2 separate regions of the Gasterosteus aculeatus genome follow, and region 2 is linked to region 1. Evidence: chromatin contacts called from public Hi-C data. All regions are on one chromosome and are shown on one strand. Each heading gives the region's core, a stretch centred on a gene start, on an enhancer-like site or on the middle of the called end of the contact. The rest is flanking DNA. Distances are from core to core; before and after follow the strand shown. Region 1 overlaps arid1b (AT-rich interactive domain 1B). Region 2 overlaps kbtbd11 (kelch repeat and BTB (POZ) domain containing 11).

The links. Hi-C and Micro-C count contacts between places; a contact is called where the count stands out from the background.
Region 2: a Hi-C map of skeletal muscle shows a contact between it and region 1, with 14 times the contacts expected there. The contact joins two enhancer-like sites. A contact is called at or near these places in 3 of 6 Hi-C or Micro-C datasets (skeletal muscle and whole body).

Annotation. Positions count from the first base shown.
Region 1 is chr15:4,230,477-4,237,786 of fGasAcu3.hap1.1, forward strand. It overlaps arid1b (AT-rich interactive domain 1B), which reads right to left. Exons shown (of 21, transcript XM_078089494.1): 14 at 6,825-6,966; 15 at 5,701-5,870; 16 at 4,906-5,038; 17 at 4,660-4,779; 18 at 4,473-4,548; 19 at 3,384-4,116; 20 at 3,024-3,154; 21 at 1-2,895. The coding sequence ends at 1,069. Among protein-coding and RNA genes, the nearest start is that of zdhhc14, 8.3 kb to the left of the region's middle. Within about 2 kb of position 4,020, at least 2 of the 9 cell types and tissues checked have open chromatin away from gene starts, as enhancers often do.
Region 2 is chr15:4,385,841-4,393,150 of fGasAcu3.hap1.1, forward strand. kbtbd11 (kelch repeat and BTB (POZ) domain containing 11) reads right to left here. Exons shown (of 2, transcript XM_040199956.2): 2 at 4,490-7,310. The coding sequence ends at 6,056. Among protein-coding and RNA genes, the nearest start is that of kbtbd11, 5.7 kb to the right of the region's middle. Within about 2 kb of position 3,696, at least 9 of the 9 cell types and tissues checked have open chromatin away from gene starts, as enhancers often do.

The DNA of each region.
Region 1 (7,310 bases), core at 2,770-5,269:
ACAGTGACGAACAGTGTGTTCAGTTTTCTCGCACAACCTCGGCTTAATATCCTTTCACCCTGGCACTTTCACGTTTGATTACCAAAGCGATTGTTTTCTCAGCTATAATACAATGCGTACAGGATTTTTTTTTTTTTTTACATTGAAACACCAGTTACATCTGCCATGTTCAAATATTTGACCCCATTAACAAAATATGTATAATAACAATAACAAATTTTTACCAACAATAAAAGCATTTGTTATAATAGTAGGAAAGTCCCATCTCTTGCTATGCTTTTTCGACACTGAAAGAATAATGTGCGTCCATTGTACAACGGTTTATATACACGGTGATGAAAAAATACAGACATAACACAAGTGCTTAGGAAACACAAAGTTCATCCGTGAAAGTCATTGAGGCTATGATAAATTAGACACTTATTTTAACAGATGCTCTTCTATCTTGTAGATTGGCCGGTGCAATGCTGCCTCCTCGTGGCCTAAAGCACACACTGCAGGTACCTTTTAAGGTTCCTCTTGCTCTCGAAAAGGGAAAACTCGCTCTAGAGTCCTATTGCACAATTTATCTTCCAGCGATGGAGACATATACATTTCAATTTGAAAAGTCAGCATTTTTTTCCCCCCACAACTGTTGGCAAAAAAGTTCAAACTACTGTACAGAGTCACATTTTAAATAAATACTCTCCATTGACAAAATGTTGATGAGTATATTAGCGTTTATAAAACTGAAAAACATCTCCACGACTCATCGACTCAAAAGGAACCACGTAATTCAGCACCGACATCTTGTGGCAGCTTTGGCTGAAAAGTAAACAAAAACAAAAAAAAAGCCAAACAAAATTAGCAATCCAACAGCGGCAGGTATTAAATATTAGTATTAAAATGAGCTTTCAAATGCCAAACCCACTTTTTTTTAACAGGGCCCAGAAGCTATACATATATAGAGATATTTTGTGGATATGTCTTTTAAAAAAAACAAAACATTTTCTGCCATTTTGATAAATAAAAATAGGAAACCACAGAAGCATCTTAGCGTCTGCCGTGGGAGTCCCGCCTCTCCTCTTGTCATAATTTCCCCAGGTGAAAGAGAACTTGGCAAATGATGGCCACCACCCCGGCGTTGAGCGCAGAGGAAATGGAGATGTCTAATAATCTGCTTTCGTACAACACAAACTCGGTCTTGTTCTCCTCCACTTTAGCCATAGCCAACAGGCCTTTAGCTGCTCTGCACATCATGTTTATGCTCGGTGGGTCCATAGGGGGGTGCCCCATGTGCAGCAAGCTGTGAGGGTTCTGCTGGTACTGCGCCATGCTGACACCGTCGTCCAGGAAGCCTACTAAATTACCCACGCTGCCCTTCTTCATGGCTATGGCACGTGCCGCTGTGGGATCGCCTTGTGCCAGGTGGGAGAGCACAGCCACTGCCATCTCTCGGTACACCTGCGCCTTCCTCTGGCCCACATAGCGGACCAAGACGGTGAAGAACTTCTCCTGACGGCTGAAAGGGGGCGTGGCTAGCAGGAGGTCAACGTTGCCGCCCTGGATGCTCAGCTTGCAGAGGCACTCCAGCACCAGCCTCTGGGGAGTGAGCTGTGAGTGGGGTGCCGCCGATGGGAAGGGGTCCTGCGCTTCGGCGGAGGGGCACACCATCCAGTGGAGTAGGCCATCCAAGATGGGGAGGCAGATAGTGTCCGGATAGGTGGAGAGATCCAGCTGACCCGAGATGTTGGCCAGAGTGACCATAGCATTCTCCCTGAGCAGACTCAGGCACTCCCACCGCCACTCCTCTCTGCTGCTCGACAGCCCCCGCTCCTTCTGCTCGTCCCTCTGGTGGCCCGGGGGCGACCTGTTCCTCTCCGGGTGCTGGTGGTGCAGCAGGAGCAGCCGACCCAGGAGGAGAACCAGAGCAGGGTGGCGTGACATATCCGAGTCGTTCCCGGGGATGAAGGACAGGCTCCGGACGATGTTGGAGACGCACAGGCAGCGCTTGGCCAGCGAGTCCTGCCAGGCGGAGGAGGTGGAGAGCGGAGCGTCGTCCAGGCAGCGAGGCTCATCCTCCAGCAGGGTGATGTGGTCCTGCTCCCCGTCCTGATGCACCCTGAACGGGTAGGAGGGCAAGGAGCGCGCAGGGTGGCCGTACGAAAGGGCGTCGACCCGAGCACAGAGGACATCGTCTATAGTGGCCGTGATGTGTTTCAGCGGCCGTTTCTTGCCGTCGTCCGCTTGGTTTTCCTCCTCGTTTTCGTTGTCCGCCGGGGGAGGGGCGTCGCCGCGGGGTTCGAATTGCGTTTGGATGTGCGCGGTGGAATCCCCTCCGCCAGCCTGCCAGTGGAGCAAGCCGCTCGTGAACTCGGTGACGTGACCCAAGCGCTCTGTCATGTCTTCAACCAGGTCCTCTTTGTGCACGATCTTGATGGGGAGCTTGTCATATTTACTGGCTTGCTTGAGTTGAAGTTTTAGCTCGGCCACCGGCAGCTCGACACACTCCTTGCTGTTCTCTGCTCCTTTTTCACTCTCTTCCGCTTTTGGCTCCGCCTGTCCGTCCATTTCGTTTTTGCCCTCCTTCTTTATGCTCGCAGACTCACACTCCGCCTTCTCGCTGTTTACCTCCGATTCCGATTCTGGCTGTGCAGCGGTGACCGCTGGAGCTTCCTCCACCACGGCGCCTGCCGCTTGCTCCATCTTTGTGTCTTCTGCCTGAGCTGACTCAGGTTCCGGATGGCCGTTGGAAACCGTCTCCTGGTCAGTGATGATTTCTTCTTCCTGGTTAGCAGCAGGGTCCAAAAGGCTTTTCTGAGCTACTGTCCCCACTTCAAACTCCTCCAGGATGCCAAAGATCTCAATTAGGTAACGGCGAAAGTACTCGACAATCAGCTCGAGGAATCCTGGCAACTGTTCAGACAAAAAAACAAAAAATGTTTGGACTGAATATTTTCACTTTGTAGAATTTTAGAGACCTTTATAGTGCAACAGAACAGTTAAAACTGAAGGATCAGGTTCAGCCAAGCTATTGGTGTTACCTGTGAGAGCGTAAAGGAGCCCACAGTGCTGTCATCGTACAGCAGGATATTAATGGTGTCCAGGGCCCACGTGCTTTCTGCCAGCAGGCCGGACTTCAGAGACATCATCACGCGCCAGGCCTCGGGGGTTCCTGGGGTTAACAACAGAGGTATTTTTGTGATACGTGATAATATGTGACACTCGATTAGATATCATTGTAGTTCTAGACTCAGCTGTTCACCCAAGGCAGATTCTTTAGAGCAATACAATAAATTCACTTTCACTTTCCAAGCTAATTAAACAATCAGCAACGGCTCTATTTTGGCTCCCAACTCTTGAGTCAAAATAGTAATAAATGAAATGACGAGACTTCATCTCACCGGTGTCCTTGGAGGTGAGCTTGCGTCTGGGTTTCAGAATCGGCATGGTGGCCTCCGCCGATCCCGGTGGGTAGTTGAGGTCCCGCCTCAGGTTGGGAGGAAAGTGACCGAGGGGTCCACCTCCCTGCGGGCCCATCATGGCCATTCCGGTCTTGGGCATCTTCATGGGCGACATGAACGGGGCTTTGGGGGACATCCTGGAGTCCATGGAGCGTTGGAAGGCTCCCGGGCTGGCCGCTCTGGACAGGTGGTTGACCATGGATGGAGAGTTGGAGTAAGAAGACGGCTGGCGCGAGGACAGGGGGGGCATGCCGCCCGACGACGACAGGTAGGGAGACTGGCGATGCCACTGCTCCTGCCCCGGCCGCCCGTCCATGTCGTCTCGGGCCATCGGGCCGTAGGCCGCCATCTGCGACGGCGGCCCCTGTCTGTTGGGGTACGGGTAGCCGAGCTCCGTCCTGGAGGGCCACATGTTGGGCCCGTCGGCGGCATGGTTAGGAGTGGGCCCCCCGGCCATCATGGCGTGCTGGCTCTGACCTGAGGGGGCCATGCGTTCGCGGGGGTAGGGGTAAGGGAACTGTCCCTGGACGGGTCTGTGTTCAGGTCCCGAGTACCCACCACCGTAGTGGTTGTACATGTCCGGCTGCTGGTTGGCGTACTGCATGGCATACATGTCGCTCTCGTGTCTCTTGGGCGGGGGGCCATACATACCGTCCATGGGACGCTTGTAGCCCTGCTGGAGCAAAGGGGTGTGAGTCAGTTAAAACACACAGACACGGCTAATTTATTCCCATTATTCCAGTTCCATAGTAACAACAATAAATACATGTATAATGGGAGTAATAACCTTTCCGCCACATCAACAATTGGGAAAGACGAACTGGGGGAAATGTATTACTCAGAATCTGACATGATCATTAAATTATCTGTAGGTAAAATAGTCATAGCTTTAGTACATCTCCTGTTTAACACAGATGAAGCCTTTTAAAGTTTTACTCGTCTGTACTACACTATATTTATTTTGTTCCTTCAATAAATAAAGTCCCAACAAACCATGTGAATATTGCTGTGTTTACATCTCGTTCTCACCTGTTGCTGAGGGTACATCCCGGATGGATGCATTCCATATGGCATGCTGGGATACTGCTGACTGTAGCCATCGTGTCTGAAACGGAACGGAGGGCAGAGGAGGCGAAAGGAAGTCCCAGGTTAAAAGAAATGAAATTCGCAGAGTAACATTTTTTTCGTTCAACAAGTGTACTTGATTGGTGCTGACCTTTGCTGTGAAGGGTATCGACTGGGAGAGTACATGCCGCCCTCGCTGTTCAAAGGTCCCATGTTGTTCTGACTCCCGGGGGGACCCATGTTCCCCTCCATCCCCATGACGTGGTCCGGTCTGAGAATCAAACGACAGCAAAGTCTTCATGCTTCTGACTAAACATCGCTGACAGAACACCCGATGGAGACATATCATGAGACCCTACAGGTTCGCGACCCTCTCCCTCTTGATTTGTGTGCCTACCTCCTGTCGTAGCCCGGCCCATATGGATACTGCGCCCGTTGGCTCATGCTCAAGGCTGACGGGGGTCGACCGTACATCTCCTGCATGCCCCCAGCGGGCATTTGTCCCGGCATGTAGGGATCGGATCCCGCCACTGCGCAGGGTGAAAAAGAAATGGGCTAAACAATAGTCTAACTTTTGGTCTCTTACTGACCACCAGGTGGCAGCGTTCCTCCATGGATCTTCACCACCTCACATGATTAAATCTCTTGTTCTGAGGCGGCAACTGTTGTTATGCAGCTAACATCCACCACATTACTCATTCAGACTCCATCCTCACCAGCCTTTCTACAAACTGCGGTTTGTTCTGAAAACTAAACCACATGAGTTGGTCAAAACAGGTGCTTCCCAGCAGGGTGGGAGGGATGAAAGGTTGAATACGGGGAGGATGAAAAGGATGAACAAAGTTGGGATGAGACAAAGGCCAAGCTACAGGAACATCAGACGAGCTGGCATGTTTTCGATAAAGGGCTTGCGTGCCGTGACGAAAGGGTTCTCATCTCCTTTCATAGTTCCAGAGGTAAAGCACAAACACACAGACACATCTGTCCTGACTAGACGGTGAATTAGACCAACGAGACAAACGAAAGAACAACGGCTTTGAGATACATGAGTCATTTTGACAAAGTGCCACGAAAGTTTTGAATAAAAAAATTAAAGTTGACAATGCAAAATAGTTTCGGCGGCCCGAAAAACAGTTTATTTACATACGTTTGAACATCTTCTGTGAAATTGGGGAAACGGGGTCTCACTCACTCTTCCTCATCCCGGCGAAGGGGTCCTTGGCGTCGTACTGCATCCTCATCATCATGTCAGGCATGCTGAGGCCCTGCTGGTAAGGAGCCGAGGGGGGCAGGGGGGCGGCGCGCTTCTGGAAGGCCGGGTCGCTCACCTCCGAGAAGGGGTCCTGCACGCTCACACTGCTCCTGGACGAGGCAGGGAGGGAGCGAGAGAGAGGGAGAGAGAGAGAGGGGGAGGGAGGGAGAGAGGGGAAGATCAAAGCTGTGTGAGAGAGGAGCAGCGCACAGAAAACATCAACATGATGTGTGCCGGGAAGGAGCTCTGTGCTCTTATTTTGGAGGGACTTTCCTTTTTTTAAATTGTTGATGGCTGCTTCATTTTTATAAAAAAATTCTTTATATATTAAATAGAAAATGCACTTATTAAATGTAAAATTACTCCTCGTATAATAATATATTACCGGAATATTATAAAAGATACATTACTGTCGATCTGTATGCAGGACTTTATGTTGTAGTCGGTTAAAATAAATCTTTATACTCTGTTAGAGCAAGTTAATTTTTAATGAGTTCGTATGTAAAAACTTGATCTTAAAAGTAAGTAGTAAGTCCAATATATGTTGTGGAGTAAAAAGCATAAAATAGCATATAACATAACCTCAAAACAAGTACTTGACCAAATTTAAGTAGTAACCTTTCATCCTGTTATTTAAAATGATATAATTTAACATTTACACACACATAATATCACAAATACAGCTAGAACATTGAATTTTTATCAGGATGACTTTTACATAATAAGTGAATACCATACAGGCAGCATCCAAACATTATGTACATTTATTTTTCAATCTTACCTACATCGCCTAAAAATAATGCTAATGCTAATGCTAAAATAATGCTAATAATGCTAATGCTAATGTTCCTGTGAGATCCCGCTTCACTAAACCACAGTTGTTCCCAATTCATACTATCAACAGACAACCATCTTGTCCAATGACACAATATCAGGCTGCAATTAGATTGGACCAAATTGATGGTAGAAAAGAACCGAGTGCTATTACTGTAGCAGGTACACAAGTAAGCAGCCTCCCGGTGCTGCGGCAGTGCTGTTCGTAGTGCAGGATGTCCGTGTGCTACCTGTTGGGGGGCAGCGAGGTGACCTGTCCCAGGGGGGTGGTGGCAGGTGTGGGAGGTTTCAGGTCTCCGACCGCCTCGGCTGTGGAGCTGCTGCCAGAGGACTGTGGCGTCTGTGGGCCTTGGAGGGAGCCGCCCGAATTCGCTACAAGACACAAGTGTTTTACCTTTTTTATTTCTTTATTCTCATCACAATTGGAGGATTCGCAGAATCTGCAGTGGAAACTGTTAGAAATTCACACCGCGGGGCTCAGATAGGATGGTGAAGGCGGTTTGAGTCAGAGCGGCAGCGAGGCCCTGTGTTAGAGAGACAACTTTGGACTTAAAGCCAAAGCACTGACAGCGCTTCCCTCTACGAGACCTGAGCTCAAGCAAACGGAACCCACAGGACGGCGGCGAAGACGGGTGAGGAAAGACCGTTTCAGAAGGAGGGATGGGGGGGATTCGTCCGGGGGGGGTTTCCACCGCAGGGCGGTCGCAGCGCGACTC
Region 2 (7,310 bases), core at 2,446-4,945, 160 kb after region 1:
TCTTCATCTCACACCTCAATCAAAGCTAATCCATTTCACCTCAGCTACGAGCGCCGAGGCAAATTAAAGTCCCATTTCATTTTCCGTCTTCATTAATGCATCTCGTTTCCAAGGTTACAATCATTTAGTAACTGCGGAACAAACAAATCCAAGGGAGCCGCGTTGCTTTGATATTTTGAGGAGACGACGTGGATCGAGCTTATACCGGGAAAACAAACCAACCCTGAGTTTTAATCCTGCAGCTCCAGAATGCTCTGCACACCATTTTTCACAACACAAAGCCCTTCTTTCCCCCTCAAACACTTTAATATTACACTTTAGACGCTCATGCACACAGAGTAGTTTTCATATGGCCAATGTTACACGAGTAAATACATCGTCCAAATGGCGACAGGAGACGGCGTGAGCAGTAAGTGCACGATGTCATTGCGCTCGCAGCGTTTCCTCCCGTAGTTTGATGTGACGACGCCAGACACAATGACCCAATTTGCCTGAGCGGATGTAAGAGGGCACCAATGGCAGGTTGCATCACAAACACCGTACAAAGCCCCTCTCCAAAGGAAACCACACAATGCTTTGTGTGTGTAATGAAAGGCTGCCGCATGAAATGTCACATTTATCGGTGTTTACGCACCACATTTTCTTTCTTTGCTTCAAATTGTGAGAGGATGAAAAACGCAGCCTAAAGAAAACGCGCGGCTGGAGCCGGTGGGGGCATTGATGAGTTCCCAGACGAGCCTCTTTCGCATGCAAATCATATCTGAGTTTCTCATTAGCATAAATGCATGAGCAACTTTAAATGCTTTTAATTTTCAATCTCGCCAAGCAGAGGAGTAATTTGTCACTGTCAGGATAGGAGACTAAAAAGGGGGAGGGGGGGATGATGGGGGGGGTGGGGGGGGACCAGAGGGAGCCAAGGACGCCACGCTAAACAGAAATCACAGAAAATTTCTGATTTACTAATTGACTGATGTGCAGTTCAGTCAAGAAGCCTTGAAGGTGTAAATAATTCTGTGTATGTTCAAATGGCAAAAATGAGAGAGTTTAGGGTGGATACGGAAAAGCACATTACGGCCCCCCCCCCGACCCCCGGGCCATTCAGCAAGTAGTCTGTCTCTATAAAGGGTAAGCATGCTGTTTTAGTGCATAATCGCAGATAATCAACTGGAAATTAAAACAAAATGTCGTTATTTTCTTTTTTTCCTTTTTTTTTTTCATCTGCTTCAAAGCGGTTCGACGGCCCGGCACACAAACATTCCCAACAGCTTTATCGCATTTGTGGTTTTAAGTCGTTTCAGATTTTATCTTCACCCTTTCAAGACGCGAGATCCATTGACACCTCACTGTGAAGTCGAAAAAGCACTAATGCCTCACTTTTTTTTTTTTTTTTTAACAAAGCAGTTCAGATTCAGACAGACCTTGTTAGCTAAATTTAGCTGCAGGTGAAAACAAGGGGAAAAATAATTTCACGAGCTCCTCATTTAAATGACTAAAACCAATTATGCAAACATAATTAGCATTCAGTGAGGGAACTAAAGAAGACGGCGAGCTGCTCTCGCCTCCAAAGAAGGCCCCCGTCGGACCAGATCCTGGCGGACGTACCCGTCTGTGCAACAACGGATGAAATGCACGCCCTCGCTTGGCCGGCCCTGGCGGGGGTGGCCGTCGGCCCATTCAGCCCCTCCGGAGGGTTCTCCAGGAACGAGTCATGTTTTCAGTAGGGGGGCCCTTTCATTGCAAATCCAGCTACACACCTCCCGCGTACATTCGAACAGACAGAGGACAATGTCAAACGGGACGTGAAACGCTTGAATGGTAAGTCGCGATATGCAATTAAGAGAGTCTTTGGTCTAATTAAGGGGTTCCCAGGTGTGCCTTTTCTGAAACCAGTAAGGGTATCGAACATATTTATTTACAGGATACAAAGAATTGAACCAGATGTGACGGTGAGGGAATAGCAAATATGCTCCCATCGAATCCAACGTGTGTTATGACACCCTCATCACCTTACCCAGTGAAAAAAAAATGACAGTGCAGATAAAAAGGTCAAAGACAGTTTTAGATGAGATTCTCACCTCAGTTGATAATAGTCGTATTTTAATGAAATGAAACCACATCTCCTTCACTTGACTGAGCTCTGACATTCAGAAGCAGCATTTTGGTCCCTTCAAACGATGATAAATTGTGTTGATTTACATTACACAAGGTTTTGTCTCTTTACTGCTACTTAGCTAAGTACCATCTTCCAAGTACATTTACGTAAGTTTAAGTTTTTAAATAACTTATGACACATTTATGCACGGTTGGCCTTTTACCATCATGGCAAGATCTGAAATAAATCGATAACTGGTGAATAGAATTGGCTCGGAAGTCACGTATTGCTGGCTAACTAGCTTGCTAGCTTGATTAAACTAAGCTAATGCTAATTACTTATCAGGCGCAGCAGATGTGACATTTAATAAAAAATACAAATAGATGTGCGGCTTTCATTGGTAGGGTTTATGAAACAGGGAGAGAATATATGCGCGATGTATATGTAGGAAACAGCTAAATACTAAATTAATTTAGTCAAGAGGGCATTTAATCGAGAAGCCGGTGAACTGGAGGAGCAGACAAGAGGGTCCAGCCCCAACATCAGGAGACTGTCAATCATTCTGGTTCCATGGCAACAGGCTGAGCGTTTAGTGTGGGTTTGATATTGAGTAACAAAGCTTTCTTCTCAATGTCATGAAGTTATTGGAACGATTAGTATTAGAACACTGGGCTACTAAATTAAAATCATGAATCCAAGCCTGGTAGCTGTATGGCAGTGAGCTCGACACCAGTGTAATTAAAGTACGAGCATCCCCGAATGGAAAATGCTGCAGCCGTGTCCATGTCCATCCTCTACATCGTTCTCATACTGCCCTCCAGTGTTGAAGCGGGTGAACACAGTGGGAGATAGAGCAAGGGGAAACGATAGAACCGACACATGTTCAATATGGCACCTCTGGAATGAACTAAATATTACATTTATGCTCAGATTTTAGACTGTAGTTTGTGGTGGAATTCAATAGGTTACTAAATTAAAGGAGGAATTACATCCTTTATTTGCGCCTTATCTTTATTGTGTAGTTAAACTACTAAAACAACTACGCACTAAAAAGTCTCCTTAATGAGTTGCAATAAAAGATTACTGGGTGTGATTAGTCACGGGGGATCAGTGGTCTGTGGATTACATTGTGCAAGTAACAAAAAAATGTATATATGTGCATATTGACAGTCAATCACATGATTTTTCTTTTTAATATTGTATACTCTTTATGAATTAGGATTTATGAGCAATACTGGCGCAGTTTGAATGTCATGTAAAATAAAATGGGTTGGCTTATTTCATACAAGGTAGGCTGAAATATACCTATGTTGTGAACCTTTTGTTATTTAAAATCGTTACTTAGAGCAACCTTTTTGGAGTCACGTAATGTTCCTCTTTTTTTGTATTTTACACTCGGGAGTTTGGTGGCTACATCCTTACCTGTTCTGGTATTAGTATTAGTTGTACTATTAAAGCAATTATCCATGTTCTATCATGTCACAAATGTTTTTTCCACATAAGTACATCTTACCATGCAGGCATGTTGCGGCCTCATCTCGCTCAGTCAGGTCACACAATGATGACGTCATTGAAGCGTTTGCCCCGCAGAGAATCTTGGGAAATGGAGGAACATTCGATGTGCCATTATCCTGCATTCTCCCTTTGAGCCACAGAGGGCGCTGCTTAGCAGCAGTTAGTGTCCTGCAATAAAAACAGTTCTCTCATTTAATACTTTGATAGATGCAGGGATAGAAAAAAAAGTCAATGTATGTCTGATTCCAACAAAAAAACCTCTTGTAGTTTTTGGATAATAGCACACAACTGACTGACTATACTTGAGTTTATTGTGAGGTTCCATGACATTACTTCTTTTATCTATAAAGCATAAACAAAGATTTGTATTTATATTATTTTTCATGTAGTTCGATATAATAATAATTTTAGAATTGTTTAAAGCGCCATGAGAAAGATCTCTCTATAAAATAATACCACACAATGATCATTTTATCACAACGATAAAAAACATTTGAGAAGATAATTGTAGTCATCTTATTATCTAAAATATTAGGAACAATCTCATACTTGCAATAAATAAAATAATAGACAAAAGTTAAGTCATAAAGCCTAAAAACAGTAAATAAAAATGAAGGTGGTGGATATGGGCATCAATCTGCATTTCATTTTGTCACATATGCAGTACTTTACCTTTCAATTTTTGAAGCATATGACCGGCTTGTAAATGAGAGCTACGAAAAGCTGTGATGAAATCAGATAAGCTTTACAACATGGACATTATAGGAATATCATAAATATGACTGTGCATGTATTAGAATGGCTCTACTTGGCGCAGTTACACTCAGCCTCCACTAGACGGCAGCTTTGTTTCGTTAAAGACATATTCAGAGAAACAGGTCATTTTCAGACACAAATATATTTTTATTTTTAGCACTTAGTTCTGACTGATATACATTATCCAACAGCTAGTTTAGTTGTTAGCCCACTCCATATGCCTTCAACTGGAAGCCTAACATTGCAGCACTTTAACAAATCCATACCAAAAAAGAATCACAAAAATACAGTTTCCAGCCAGCGAAATATTAAAACCACATCCACTTTGTCCTCGTCGCATTGGCGTTCCCAAAAAAATGTATCAAAAGCAAATTTTTCCAGGAGTTTATCACCAGTAACCTCCATTCCAATGTGTTGTTGCAAAGCAAACAAATACTGTGAAAGGCAAAAACCAAACGGTTTGTTTGAGTAACTGTCATGACCCTGACCTCCTTTCTGCACTGTGGGGTTGAACCTGCTGGCACTTGAACGTGAGTCTGTGGCTGTTTCCTTAAACACTTACAGGGAGATAAATACATACAGATATCACCGTTATCTATTCTAAATGTCTTACTTTCCCTCAACATCCCAGAAAGTGCCTGTTAGCAGCAACACAATATCATTCCTCTTAAAAGAAAACACCTATCTTCTTTCTTTTTATGACTCAAATCTGTGGGTTTAATGCACAGAAGATGCAAAAAGTCTTTATCGGTTTTGATTATTTATCTTTGGCAAGCGTGCTAAATGTAGGACCTGTGACACCTGTGAGTAGAATATGAACTATAACCAAAACGGCTTTCACTGATTGCAAAAGTAAATACATTTACTTATGTGTACTTCAGTTTCTAATTACTTGATAGCTGGAATTCCACATGAGCTTAGCCCGATAACAGTTTAACAGATTATAATTTGTTTCCCAGCTCAAATGTGAGAAATGTGTATATTCTCTTATATTATCAAATAATACAGCAAAAATATTTGGGTTTTGGACAGTTGGTTGTATGAAACAAGACAACACTCGAATGCATCTCCTTTGGGTACGGTAAATTAGAAAATGTGTAGTTTCTTGACATTTTGTTTACAAAATAATGAATTGCTTAATCACAAAAAAAATCCTTAGTTCCAGCCTTAAATCGAAGAACTGTTGCTTTCCTTCCAAGTCGTATTCCCATTATAGTAATTATTAAATAGCATTACAGCAGACCCACCTGTCTATTTGGTCTCATTTGCATAGAACCTGCGTTGCATCGTTCAAAGGCGCACTATGCTTCTACAACTTTCAACAAAACGCTTGTCACCAGTCAACTAGTTATTAATCTCTAAATGATATCTATCCGAACTACAAAAACAACCTACAGTCACGGTCATCTACAGTCAGATACAAGTAGCATTGCATTCATTCAACTCTTAAAAAAAAAACATTTTTTCCTTTTAAGGCTTGAGCCTGCAGACACATTAAATCGCCATGCAAATACACACATTCCACCGCAAGCAGGCAAAGAGACACCGAGATAGAAGCTGACATTAAAGAATGTTTATACGCTCTTCTGCTTATTCCAGTTTTGCGATTACGCGGTTATTTTGTTTGTCTGGACACCCCCACACACAGCACACACACACACACACACACACACACACACACACACACACACACTATGTCATTTTCTCAGGCTTTTCAGGCAAAGTGAGAACGAAAGGGAAAAGAAGCCCTTTGGCCTCCAGAGGCGCCCTCAGCGTTTCCTCGACAAAGAAGGCGTTCTCCTCCTCCACCACGAACCGAAGAGTCTGGCTTTTGTTCACGCAGTAGATGCAGTTCCCGATCACGGCGCACCTGAAGGGCAAATGACTCCCGAGCCTCTGCGACGCGCAGTCGTGCCACATCTTCACGATGCTGTTGTACTTCACCACGGTGATCCCGTGCTCGCGGTTGACGTCGAAGCGATAGATGAAGCTTTTGAAGGCCACCATGTCGGAGGACTTCTTCCTGCTGTTGTTGTAGGGGCACTCCTGCCACTCGTCCCGCTTGGCGTCGTACTTCAGGAGGCGGTAGAAGAGGGAGCCCCCCGAGACGTACAGCTCGCCGCCGCAGGTCGTCGCTTCGTGGGCCACCGCGAAGGCTCCCTTGGGCAAGGGGGCCACGGCGGTCCAGCGGTCCATGCGAGGGTCGTACTTTTCCACCGTAAACAAACATTCCCCTCCAATGGCGTACAAGTAGCCGTCCATGGACACCAGCTTGAGCTGGGCGCGAGCTTGCGTCAGGGGTCGCACCTCGGCCCAGCGGTTGGTTACCGGGTTGAAACAGAAGACCTTGTCTGAGACCTTGCCCTTGTCCCCGTAGCCCTTTATCCCCCCGGCCACAAACAGGTAGTTGTACATGGTGCACATCCCGCAGCCTTTGGTGTTGATGTCCTCGGGCATTGCGGTCAAAGGTCTCCAGTCGTTTGCGGTTTCGTTAAAGTGGTAAATCATGTGACTGTCCTCCAAAGAGCCGACCGACAGAGGGCTCTGCGGGCGGCTGCTGCAGCGGCTCGGCGGCCGGCTCCCGACGCGATCGAACACGTCGTTTATCTCCGCCACCATCAGGGTCTGCCTCCCCTCCATTCGCTTCTTCAGGATCAGATCCCGCTCAGATCCGTTGAGGCGGCCGTACGCGGCGGGGTCTTTGAGGACCTGGAGGAAGTTGTCGCTCATGAAGCCGTAGGCGGTCTCCTTCAGTTCGCTGAGTCGCTGCTTTTTGGCGATGGTCAGGATCTCGTAGCAGTTCGCCGCGGTGATCTGTTCGGACATGGAGTCCATGGCCGCCTGGACGGCACAGGGCATCTGGAGGATCTTGGCCCCTGTGATCACTTCCACCACATTGCCCTTGCAAACATTCATCTGAGACGTGTAAACGTAGTCGATTAACGTG